2 separate regions of the Lactuca sativa genome follow, and region 2 is linked to region 1. Evidence: chromatin contacts called from public Hi-C data. All regions are on one chromosome and are shown on one strand. Each heading gives the region's core, a stretch centred on a gene start, on an enhancer-like site or on the middle of the called end of the contact. The rest is flanking DNA. Distances are from core to core; before and after follow the strand shown. Region 1 holds the start of LOC111891854 (xyloglucan glycosyltransferase 4). Region 2 holds the start of LOC111891863 (protease Do-like 9).

Region 1 (6,818 bases), core at 2,849-5,348:
TGTTTGTAACATGTAAAATTATGTTATAAATATCTATTTGTTACCAAAAAAATAGTTTCTTTTAGCCCAAACAAGAACTTATTTTAGCCCAAAATCAATTGGGGGCAGAGGAAGGGGGCGGGGGCGGGGGTCAGAAGAGGAATTCGGGGGCGGGGGGGGGGGGGGGGGCCGGGGAACGGGAAAATTTTGGGGGCGGGGGCGGGGGATGCAATCTCCGTCCCGTTTGCCCCCGTTGACATCTCTACAAAATAATAATTAGGTTTAGTTGAAAACCAATCCGAATATCCGAATCAAATAGTCCAATCCAAATTGTCCAATTGGGCAATTCGGTTTTATCCATATAGCTAACAACCCTAATCAGCTTAACTTATATGCCAAACAATCAGAATTAGAATACGATATTTAGTTTATTAAATTATAGTAATAGTTTCAAAACAAACGAATCTTTATATAACGATCGCCTCCTGTAAGTATCAACTCCTATTAACTAAACAACGATCGAAGAATTAATAAAACTTGTGTGTGATTAATTATACAATAACCCAAACAAAAAAACCCAACTCCGATATATCATTCATTCTATATCCAACTGGACACTCTCCTTATGTACCAACACTCGATTCATCTCACCAAACTCTTCCCCAATTTCAATTTCTTTCATTCCTTCAGTTCACCTGTTCCCCAATCAAATCCAACCCAACAGCAAGAAACGACAACCCTTGAAACAACAAGAAATAGAAATGAATTCCATGAGCCGATAAAAGACTTCTTGTAGCAGCAGTAAGCAATAGGAACGCAAGCGCAAGTTCTTTCCTATAAATCCTGTTCTTCTTCTTCTCAACAACAATCGGAATCTCTTGTTCCTTCAATTTCCCAAGCATGTCAAGTCCGGAATCAGACAAACGTCTCTGAATCTTGTCTTCACTGAAGCTTTTCGATTCCCTTTCTGCAAATGCCAAAAGATCTGATTCCGATGATCTCCCTGATTTCTTAGTGACTACCCATTCGTATGCACTTCCAAGCTGGAAAAGACCAGAGACCATGGCATTGAATTTGGTTACTGACATTGTGTTCTCAAACAACAAGTATGGCATCAAGAATGGGAATGATTTTGGTGATGGGAGAATGTTTAAGATTGACATTGTCACGGGTACGTAACATATGACCCAAATTGGTAATTCGGCTTCGGGTATGAACATTGTTAAGGGAAGAATCACACAGAAGAGGGTGAATGAGTAAAAGGGTAGAATTAGTTTTCGTAAAAGGAAGAACAAGAAGATCATGTTTGCCTTTTTCCACTTTGATATCTGCAACAAGATTGAATCTTTAAGGTTAATATTGTTTCTTCAAGTGTTATATATGTGAAATAGAAATGAAAGTATTATAACATTCTACTTTGACATCTTTCTACTTAATTTTTTTTTTCTTATTATGGAATTGTACTTCTAAGATCTACTCAATTATAGCATTCTGATTTCCATCTTTTTTCTTAGTAAGACATATATTTTGGAAAATCTACCTAATTATAGCGAGATAATGACATAAAAGCCCTTAAGTTTGATAGAAAATATGCGGATTTTAGGTTCACTAAAACCGGATATTTGCAACTTATATATATTTTTTTCAATTTCGATGAAACTGCAATGATGTGGTAATTCTTTTATAATAGTTACAACGTTGTAAACTTGTAATATGAAGAAGTGATAAAAAAAAAAAGAAGAAGTCCGAATAAAGATTAGAATGAATTTGTAAATGAACCTTGGAAGAAAGGATAGCAGGAAGGCAAAGACGAAAAAGTTGCATAGGACCCGAATGCCATCGATGTTGTTGTTTCTTATAAGCTTCATAAGACTCAGGCAATTCACAAAGAACTTTAACATCATTAAGATAAATAAACTTCCATCCATTCAAATGTGCTCTAACAGCAATATCCATATCTTCAACCGTTGTTCTTTCAAGCCATCCACCCGATTCTTCCAAAGCTTTAATCCTCCAAACACCCGCTGTTCCATTGAACCCAAAGAAATTGAGAAAGTGTCCATTCACTTGTTGTTCAACTTCAAAATGGAAACACAAATTGATGTTTTGTAGCCTTGTGAGTAAGTTTTCATCTTTGTTTACAAATGACCACCTTGCTTGAACAAGAGCCAAATCCGGTTTCCCCTAAAATTACACAAAAAAATTAGATAATGTAACAAATAGCAACGTATTCATTATAGTGTCTTATCTTTCATTTCTTCATGTTACAATGTACATTTGGTAGATATTTCAAAGCACAATGTCTTGATAAGAAAAGAATGATGAAAAGTATAATGTTGTAATAGAAAGAAAGGAGAGTAGGATGTTATTATAAAGAGATAAATGTTATAACCACTTTTTGGAAACAATATGGTTGTTATGGAGTTCATTTGAATCAAGAAAGAACAAATGAACACCATGATCACATGGTGCATTAGGTTTTTTCCCTAGACTCAAAGAAGACTAGAAAAATAAAATAAAATAAATCTTTAAATGTGTGGGTTAATCATCAAAAAAGGAAAAACAAAAAAGTAAAAGTTGCTAAATATGGAAAGTGTGGATACCCATGATCAATTATTGGTGAGAGATAGTCATGTAGGTTTGTTACCTTAAAATGCGGAACTGTCAGTATAAGGAAATCAGGATTAGGTTGAAAATCTGCATCTAAAATGGCAACAAATTCATAGTTTTTGACATAATCACAAGACATCGCTGAATGAAGATTTCCAGCTTTGTATCCTGTTCTAACGAATCTGTGTCTGTAGATGATGTTTACTCCTTTCTCTTTCCATGAATTCACTTCGTTTCTTATCAAAATCTGTAAAAGTTCATCGCTTGAATCGTCCAAAACTTGAATCAAAATCCTGTCTTTTGGCCAATCCAATTGGCAAGCAGATGCGATTGATTGTTGATACACCTTCATTACACGAAACCCACAAAATTAATCAGCAAAAAGATCGATAAAAAAAAAACATGGGTTTTTCTTAGATTTGACTGGAAAACCTCAAAATTATTTGGTAAAATGGTACCTCTCTTTCATTGCACATGGGGATCTGAACGAGAACCATGGGGAAAGACGAAGGATCTTCAATGTCGTAAGATTGATCATCAATCACCGGCTTGATTTTCTTCAATTTGATCCAAAAACAACCAATCCCAAGTATGAATCTATCGAGCGATTGAATCATGAAAAGCAAAACGCAGAATTGAGACAACATCGTGATGGATGGAGCAAGATAATCAGCTCTGAATGAAATCCAACCCATGTAAGACAAGTGTACAAGTCCCATAGCTTCCGATGGTATAAGTTTCAAATCCCAATTTTGTAAATAAGCAATGATTTCAACAACCAAAGCGACAATAGAAATAGCAAGAAATACTCTTATGAATTTGTACATAATCCTCTCTTTATATTTGACTTCATCTTTGCTTGAATCTGATAAAGCAATGCGCTTTTTAACAGAAACAAAGGTCTTGGAAACCCCCATTGCTAACCATGGAAAGAAAGAGAGGATTCTTTGAGCTTTGAGTAAAAGCAGCCATGAAAACTGTTTCGTGCTTGCTGTTTTTTGCTTCTCAAGAAACACAGATGTTTCTGAATCATCGACTTCTACTAACGAGATGTTGCTTGGTTTGTCTATTGTGACTACCACAGAACTTGGTGCCATTTTCTTGAAGCTAAATCCACAAATCCCAGATGGGATTTTGCGATTTTGCAGACAAAAGATCAAGAATCAAAGAAAGATCAAAAGGGTTTGCAGAGGTACAAAGATTAAGACATCATAGAAGCTTATCTGACGAAAGAAAAAGAATCGGTGAAATCTGGATCTTGAAAGCTTAAAGACGAATGTACAGAAAGATAGAAGGATGCAGAAGTTGATTAGTCAAAATACAAAAATCTTAGAGAGAGAAAAAGAGAGATTGTACTTTGTAGTATGTAAATGGAAGGTTCAAGGAGGCGATTAGAGGCCTGCAAATTTAAATGTGGAAGGATTTGTTTAATTTTTTTCGATAGACGAGTGAGGAAGATAGTATGAGGGTTTGGTCAACTCTATCTCGGTCTCAATCATGTGCTATGACACAATATATGTAAATCTATGGATGCAATTTATAGCACAGATCGTAATAAATAGTACTAATATATTATTTTATTATATTTTAATTGAGTTCTTTGAATTTTATGGAATATTATCATGGTTATTATTAGTTTTCGGGATTGATTACTTGTAATCTTGGAAATAAAACATATATAGTATGTCTATTTTACATCATAGTCATTTTTATTTTTATTATGTTTTTACCATTACAATGACATGTTATAAATAAACAAAAATAATACATGTTACACAAAGAATATTTGCCTTTGCTTTTTGGACCATTTTCAATATTTACTAAGAGGATTCGACCATTTTCTCATCGGACCATTTTCAATATTTATTAAGAGGTTTCATTATTTTCTTTGGAAATCCCTATGGGGGTTGGGTTTGCCCTGTAAAGAAGTTCGAACCCGGGATGCTCGTTGAAATATGCGAGTAGGCTTCTGATTAATCATTTGTCGTTTCCAAAAAATATATATTGTGGACCGTTACTAAAACTCTATTGAAATTCATTTCTCATTCCCGATTTTTCGGGATGCTCGTTGAAATATGCGAGTAGGCTTCCGATTAATCATTTGTCGTTTCCAAAAAATATATATTGTGGACCGTTACTAAAACTCTATTGAAATTCATTTCTCATTCCCGATTTTTGGCAAACATTTATGCACATCTCTCTCAACCCATTATTGAACCTCTCTCAAACTTCTCAACACAAAGCATCTTCTACAAACCATCCTTAAATTCTATTACAATACATTGTTACACAAACTATTATATCTACATAACCAAAATGATAGTTTACAATCTCTTTACCTATATTTTGCATCTTGGATCCTTTCAAATCCCAAACCATATAACACATTTCACAATATGTCATTTTCACTCTTTTTTTAAGTTACACATAGATTATTTAAGATGTTGGATCAATGTGGTAGTATATCTTCCAAACAACTAGATTATTATATTTTTATCCATATGTTATACCGTGGAACTATGAAAAATATATGAAATCTTAAACATATTTTATAATATATCATTTTCACGTATCTCAAGTTATACATAGATAATCTAACATGTTAGATCAATTTGGTAGTATATCTACATGACCAAATTGCTAGTGTGGTGTACTTTTATCCGGCATGAAACCCTAAAAATATCTCAAAGTTGTGAATAGATATTTAAATTATTAGGTTAATTTAGTGGAATATCTGTATAACAAAACTATTATTTTATTATTTTATTATATTTGTACTCCCTTTTGCATTTTTTACTTCTATCATTCGTTATGATCCACTAGGATTCTCAAACTTTGGTGGAGGAATTTCGGTTGTTGTTGAAATCTATTTACTGCTCAGTCATTTACTTAACAACATTGTTTTCGGAATGATACATGTTTTCAAAAGTGTAAGATATATATGGAGTCAAAGATTTTCTATCTAAAATGACTCTTTTGTAGAATTAATATCAGACTCCACATATACCTTACATGGTATCATATTATCGATAAATATGACAAAAGATAGGAATATATCTTGTATTATTTGAAATTCATTTCTCTTAGGATAGTTGTTGTACTTTCTATATCATATATATGTTTTGATGTTTAATGAGAATAATCAAGGAAATTACTTCTCATATGGTATCAGTCAGGATCACCAAACCCTAGCCGAACCCCCTTCTTCTTTTTTCCTTCGACAAAGTCTTTTCTCTTATTCGCCATGGCATCGTCCTCCACTGATCTTCCCCTTAACATCATTCTCCACTTTCTCACCATCAAACTCACCTCATCCAATTACCTCATTTGGAAAAATCAGATTCGGCCTTTACCATCCTATCAAAACCTATTAGGTCATGTTGATGGGACTCTCTTCTGTCCACCGTCCACCGTTGAACTCGACGGGTGCAATACCCCATTTTTCAATCTATAGTGGAATTCAATATAAACCGTTTTTTTATAAAATTCGAAGTAGAAATATATTATTTTTCGCCAAAATAATCATAATAAACATGTAGTAGACGTTAATACAATTTTCATAGATATATGGAACGCTTAAATCTGACTTCGTATGAAGAAGTTCTGATTGTTCGAAGTTTTACGTTCAACCCTATTATAACACCGTAAAATTTAAGACAATTTTTCGCATTTTAAAACACATTTATTATCAAAATCTCATTGTATCATATCTTCGTTTCACAAAACATTCCCCAAGATCAAAATACATAAAATCCTATGCGTGTGTACGAATCATGCCGGCACCTTCCCGCGATCATCACTGGTACCTGAAACACATAACACATAACACTGTAAGCATAAAGCTTAGTGAGTTCCCCAAAATACCATATATAACACATACTAGCCACTCGAGGCTATAACTTTGTGGGCCCTTAGGGCCCTAACTCTGTGGACCCTCTGGTCCTAGCTCTGTGAACCTTCCGGTTCTAACTCTGATATACTTTGATATACACATGACATAAATCACATAGAAATAATACAGTGCAACACATCACATAAATAGCATACAATAACTCTGTCACATAACTCTAATTACCACTCAAGGTAAAGTATAGTGAGAAGACTCACCTCAGATGTCTCGGTAAATCTCTGACTCGATAGAAATACGATCTAGCCTCCGCCTAATCATATAAAGTAAATACTCTCATAAATATAACTCTCGGGACTAGACTCAACCCTCTCTTGGCACC
Region 2 (6,825 bases), core at 1,210-3,709, 330 kb after region 1:
TCCGATCAATGTGTCTCAGTTGGACCCCTTGGTCCCACAACTTAGGTGGACCCTCCAGTCCTAACTCAGTAAGCTCAAAATAATACACAACATAAATCACAAAGACATAATGCAGGATATGGCAATACTCAATATAAGCACATAAGACCCTCTGGTCACACAAAGGTTACCACTCTAGGTAAAGTATAGTGAGCAGACTCACCTCGAAAGTAAGCAAGCAATAAACCTCGTACACGAATCTCCGAAATAGCCTTCACCTAACACATAGGATAATTATCTCTAATTAACACTTAATCATGAATCTAAATAAACTAAGTTATTTTCTCTCTCAATTATTGGGATGGGTAAAAGACCATTTTAACACTCCATGGTCCCCATAATCCCTATCTTGACCAAACCCTAAAGTCAACATAAGTCAACACTCGAGTCAACAGTCCATGTTGACTTGACTCGCCGAATCCCCATCGATCCTTCAAAATTTTCGCGAAAACCCAACTTAACTCGTCGAGTTGTCTCATCAACTCGCCGAGTTACCCATGTCCAGACTCATCGGGGAAACTGAGTCGGCTTATCGACTTGTCGAGTCCCTTAATTCTGTTTTCTCATTCAAACATTTTAAGGTAGAAACACCACTCCAAACTTTAAATCTAGCCTCCCAAAGCTGAGATACCACATAAAGTTGCAAGCTTTACATCCATGCAGGTCTAGAAGGGCTAAACTCATCAAAACACGGCTTTACAAGGACATTAGCTCATGTAGGTTGTCCTAAGCTTGATAAAGCTTGTGTCTCTTGGTCCAAGGGACCTCTTATTGTCCAGATTCGAAGTCTCATCTCCATATCATTCTCAAAATCATAAATGACTAAAAAAGAAGCTAGAAAAGCCATAACTCACAAATAAGGGGATCTAATGTTAGAGTGATCAAGGTAACGACTTGTTACCTGAAATAGGATGCCAAAAAGAAGTAGATAACAGATTCTTAGCCTCCCCCTTGATCCAAGCTCCTGAATCCTCAAGCCTCTTCAAGAATCCCACCAAAATAAGCATCTTAAGCCTCACACACTCAAGATAGGGTTTAGCTTACTAGGGTTTGTTCTTTGGATATGGAGAGTGATGAGGGAGTCGGGGTGGAGGCTTAGAGTCCTTTAACTAGGGTTTCCTCAAACAGCTCTAACTCGATGAGTTGGTCTCTCAACTTGTCGAGTTGGTCATAAAACTCACGCGACCAACTCAGCCTCTACTCGACGAGTCTGGACCTCCAACTCGTCGAGTCACCCAGCTAAAATTTAATATATAATCAATAAAAATTGTAACTGTAGTTCATGATGTTACATAGCCACTAAATTATTTTTAATACATGATTACTATTAAACTATATTCAGTTGTTAAAAGATTACCGTTACAACAAGCTATTATAGGTAAACACTAATTTGTTATCGACATGGTTGAGGTGGATCTAATATATGACAGTGGGCTTAAATTCAACATGTAAGTTGACTAACATGCATCCCTTGTTCCATAAATTTCAACGCATGATTGGTGCAAACAAGTTTGAGGCACAATGCAAAAGAAAAAAGACCCTGAAAACTACTAATGTGATATGGTTTATTTACTTAAAGTTCAAGAGGATAAGTTAAAATCGAATGTAAAACCACTTATCATAGAATTAAGGCACACCGAAACCTTCCTCGTTATATATCTTTAATACAAAATGTTCTAATTTGAGATGATAGACAACAATTGCATGGAATTTCAGTTTTCCCCTTCGTATTCGAGTTGGAAAACGCAAAAAAAGATGAAATTGTTGGAACCTTGTTCATATTTGAGTTACATGGCCTACACTTTAAAGATAAGCCTACAATTGCATATTAGATCCTTGTGATCTATGTAGATGCCGAATCAACATTTATCTACAATACATTGTGTAACGATAGTGTTTGAAGATCTAAAGAAAGTTATTGGTAGGTAAACCGTACATAAAAATAGCTTAGTGATTAATATATACATAATGTATAATACATTGCCTCTCAAGTCATTAATTTTATACATGTAATATCCACATCATTAATATTTAATCGTTTTTTTTCCAAATAAACAAAGTAACTGACATAACCAATGATATTTGATAAAAATTATACTTTTCGAAAAAAGTTGAGTGGTGTAAAAAAACAATTTAGTGACTAACATGTATACTAGATATAATACATTATTTTCTCAAGTAATGAGAATGTGCATAAAGATGGTATAAGATCGTTATCGTCAAAATTCAAAATATAATGAAACTAAAAGTCGAACGAATATAATGTTGTTATAAAATTTGAAAATAATCAAAACCCGGTTCAGTAGTGGTTTTGAACCTGACAAAGTCACAAAACCGGTCTGGATCAAACCAGTTGGGCTCGTTACGTGGGCTGTTAAGAGTCTAACCCAATTCATAAATATAGAGCTTACGTTACGTATGAAGCCCAAACCCATTCCGTCATCTCTTCGTCTTGTCCCTGCCGGAAATTATCAAAATCCAATCCTTCTCCGCCATTCCCAGACCTCTAAAGGCGCCGGTATGTTACGTACTCGCCATTGATCGGAAAATTAAACGCTAAGTATGGATAAAGCAGTGAGAAAACGTGGTCGGAAACCTAAAAATGCAGTGGACGCAGAAGCAAACCCTAACTCAAACACCGCCGTTGCGGAAGAGGTCGTAGCTTCCTTAAACGCTGCTGCTGATACTACCAAATCCGACCGCCGTGGTTCCAAACGTCGTAGGAAGACTGGAAAAGAAAAAGCTGATGACGTCGCCATTGTTGTGTCTCCTGAACGAAGAGCGTCTAGACATAGCGACCACAACGGTGATTGCGACATCCTTACGACTGTTGCGGACGGTCCTCCGCAATGGGAGAGCGTCGGGAAGGTTGTTCCGTCGATGGATGCGGTGGTTAAGGTGTTTTGCGTTCATACAGAACCGAATTTCTCGTTACCATGGCAACGGAAGAGGCAGTATAGTTCCAGTAGTAGTGGATTTATCATCGGAGGAAGGAGAGTTTTGACAAATGCGCATTCCGTAGAGCATCATACTCAGGTCAAAGTTAAGAAACGTGGCTCCGATACTAAGTATTTGGCCACCGTGCTTGCCATCGGAACTGAATGCGATATAGGTCGGTGCATATTTTATTCATTGATGCGTAATCCTTGGTTATTATTTTGCTATTATAAATAGAAACATGCGACAAACCATCAATTTTATATTTGAAATGTAGCTATCACTTCGCTTATCATCAGCCATGAAGTTTATTTTAACCTATCTATTTGCATAGTTTGTCTTAAACTAAAAAATTTTACATGGTTTGCAGCAATGTTGACTGTGAACGATGATGAATTCTGGGAAGGAATTTCACCATTGGAGTTCGGAGATTTGCCTGCATTACAAGATGCTGTGACTGTTGTTGGCTATCCTATTGGAGGAGATACAATCTCAGTTACCAGTGGAGTTGTCTCTCGCATAGAGATATTATCTTATGTTCATGGATCAACCGAACTTCTTGGTTTGCAAGTAGAAATCTTGATACACACTCTCCCTTCACATTTCATTTATCATTGCTCTGTATTGTTTTTCTGATTATTGATTATTTTGCAGATTGATGCTGCAATAAACTCTGGGAATTCTGGTGGCCCTGCCTTTAATGACAAAGGAGAGTGTGTTGGTATTGCATTTCAGTCTCTTAAACATGAAGATGCAGAGAATATTGGTTATGTCATACCAACCCCAGTTATCATGCATTTTATTCAAGACTATGAGAAGAATGGTGAATACACAGGTGATTCCCATCACTTTCACCTACTTATTTCATCTTGTTTTTTCATGAACTTAGAGTTTTGAAATCTTGAATTGATTAGGGTTCCCGATTCTTGGAGTTGAGTGGCAAAAGATGGAGAATCCAGATCTAAGGATGTCAATGGGAATGGGCAATGAACATAAAGGTGTTCGAATCAAAAGAATTGAACCAACAGCTCCAGAATCTAATGTCTTGAATCCTTCTGATATAATCCTTAGCTTTGATGGGGTTAATGTTGCTAATGATGGAACAGGTATGTTTGTCTTCTCTATGCAAAAGACATGAATGCCCTCATCATCCTTTATCATGATTAATAGCCTTTGAAAACTTTTCCACTTTAAATATTTTTACTGTTTGCTGGTTTATGACTTTCTGCTACAGGCTGCACATGTGGTACAATTATTAATATATTTGTTATTATTCTGAACAAAATTACAAGATTTATTTTTTTTAAGATAAAGATTCTATACTATGTTATATCATTTTTCCAGTATGGTCCAAAAAAGAATCTTTTTGCATATTTCGTCCTTATTTACCGTTTCATAACGCTTTCAGTCCCTGAGTTACACTTAGATCACAAACAAACATGTAAAGCCCATGTAAAAATGACCATTTTACCCCTCCCTTTTCTATAAACACTTACTGAGCTTTCCATTTTGATTGTTTTCAGTTCCCTTCAGGCATGGAGAGCGTATCGGTTTCAGTTACCTTGTTTCACAAAAATATACAGGGGATAAAGCTCTTGTTAAAATCCTTAGAAAATCAAAAATACATGAATTCAACATAAAACTTGCAACTCACAAGAGACTTATACCTGCACACATTGGAGGCCAACCCCCCTCCTATTACATCATTGCAGGATTTGTCTTCACTGCTGTATCTGTCCCATATTTGCGCTCTGAGGTACGTGCTTTTATTTATTTATTTATTTTTTAATTTCCTTTATAATGTTTTTTTTTTTTTTTTTTTAAATATTTTTTGGGATTTAGTATGGAAAAGATTATGATTTTGATGCTCCGGTGAAACTACTGGACAAACATCTTCATGCCATGGCACAATCTATTGATGAGCAACTTATTGTAGTTTCCCAGGTTTTTTTTTTAATAATTTATTTATTTATAAATTTTCATTCTCCCATTGATCATATCAAATATTAAAGTTTTTTTCTTCTGTTTCAGGTGCTTGTGGCTGATATCAATATTGGGTATGAAGAAATAGTAAATACTCAGGTAAACAGAAAAAAACAACCAAGGAATTATTACAAATGATTATAATCATAATTTTCATATATTGTTAATTTGTCATTGTCTTTCTCACTATTTGTTTTTATGTAGGTTGTTGCTTTTAACAACAAGCCAGTGAGGAATCTGAAGAGCTTGGCAGATATGGTGGAAAGTTGTAATGAAGAATTCCTCAAGTTTGACCTTGAATATGACCAGGTTAGTGGGGATGCCTTGGATTACAGGGACTAAAACTGTAACTAATGTAAAATTTAAATTACAGGGATCAAAACTGTAATTATTGAAACTAAAAACTATAGGGAAAAATATGTAGTTGTTGAAAATTTGAAATAGGGGCTAAAACTGTAATTAATATAAATTCAAAACTACAGGGACTAAAACTATAATTATCTTAAATTAACAACTACAGGGAGGGACCAAAACTGTAACTAATGCAAATTATAAACTACATAGACCGAAACTGTAGTTATCGAATTTAAAAACTACAGAGGCCAAATCTGTAGTTATTGAAATTAAAAACTATAGGGACCAAAGCTGTAATTAATACATATTAAAAACTATAGGGTATAAAAGTATAATTATTTTAAATTAAAAACTACAGGGACTAAACAAGGAATTATTTCATTAATCCTGAGGCCATGAAGTTCAATAAATTGTATTGCCATGTCATCATTGGTTGATGCCACGTCAGAAATGTTACTAAGCGTTATTTATGACTTTTGTGTAGATTGTGGTGTTACGGACGAAGATGGCAAAGGAGGCAACTCGAGACATTCTGTTAACACACTGTATACCTTCAGCTATTTCCAGTGATCTAACTTAGACCCTTTTACTTTCAACATATAACATGTTTGACCCTTGTCTTACATAAATTCGTAAAAAGCTTTGACTTTGATTATGTAATGCGGCTACTCTTACCATGGTGTTTTGTGCTTTTATAAAAAGTGAATTTTTATGAGGAGTAAAAAGATTTTGACTTTGTTGTTTGATTTCCCAATTTGAAAAACAGGAATGTGAATTATGAGAATTCATGTTAGTGGAAGGAAATTGTTAGACCAACTATGAAGGCAGCTTCAAAAATCAAAACCAGATTAATCATATAATCACTATAAATAAAATGAGATTTACCATATAATATCAAACCCTTTTTTATCACAATTAAAGGTTTTATTTTTGTAAACCAAAAACCATAAAGAAGCCTCGCCAAATTTGCTATAAAAAACTTGCTGAAAACTAAAAAACTAACTGCTTGATAATAATTTATTATGGGTAGAAATTTACTTCCAGGTTAAAATGAATATAAAAAGAGTTCAATATCATAAAATGAGCATGCAACAAGTTTCAATAAGCTAAAGCAAGATCTTATAAACTATATTTTTTATCTTTCGTTGAAACTTGAAAGAAACATCTTTTCACCAATACTTTAGTAAATTAAAGCAAATTTTTTAATGACGGTCCATTTGATTATTTATGTCTAAAACAAATTGCTTGGATCCCATATCATAATCTTATCTCAAATATCATGGCATGATTTTGTTCAATAAATGTGAGCTGTTAAATATTCATGTAAAAGGTAAATAGTCTATAGAATTCATTATTATTATTATTATTATTAAAGATCTACAAATAATTCATCCTTTGTAAATTGATTGTAGATAATAACCAAATATTTATGGGTTTAGAGAATTTATATAATTTCTGACTAGAGAGTAAACTATAGAATTGGTTCTTGTGGTTTGCAAAAAACGGTTGATA

The links. Hi-C and Micro-C count contacts between places; a contact is called where the count stands out from the background.
Region 2: a contact with region 1 is called in a Hi-C map of leaf, with 4 times the contacts expected there. The contact joins the promoter of LOC111891863 here to the promoter of LOC111891854 in region 1. A contact is called at or near these places in 2 of 4 Hi-C or Micro-C datasets (both in leaf).

What each region holds. Positions count from the first base shown.
Region 1 is chr4:401,229,448-401,236,265 of Lsat_Salinas_v11, forward strand. LOC111891854 (xyloglucan glycosyltransferase 4) reads right to left here and starts at 4,099. Exons shown (of 4, transcript XM_023887917.3): 1 at 3,048-4,099; 2 at 2,627-2,935; 3 at 1,759-2,163; 4 at 389-1,307. The coding sequence starts at 3,686. The coding sequence ends at 666.
Region 2 is chr4:401,557,310-401,564,134 of Lsat_Salinas_v11, forward strand. It overlaps LOC111891863 (protease Do-like 9), which reads left to right and starts at 2,460. Exons shown (of 9, transcript XM_023887922.2): 1 at 2,460-3,151; 2 at 3,347-3,546; 3 at 3,631-3,811; 4 at 3,891-4,082; 5 at 4,500-4,732; 6 at 4,819-4,920; 7 at 5,008-5,058; 8 at 5,164-5,268; 9 at 5,798-6,038. The coding sequence starts at 2,602. The coding sequence ends at 5,893.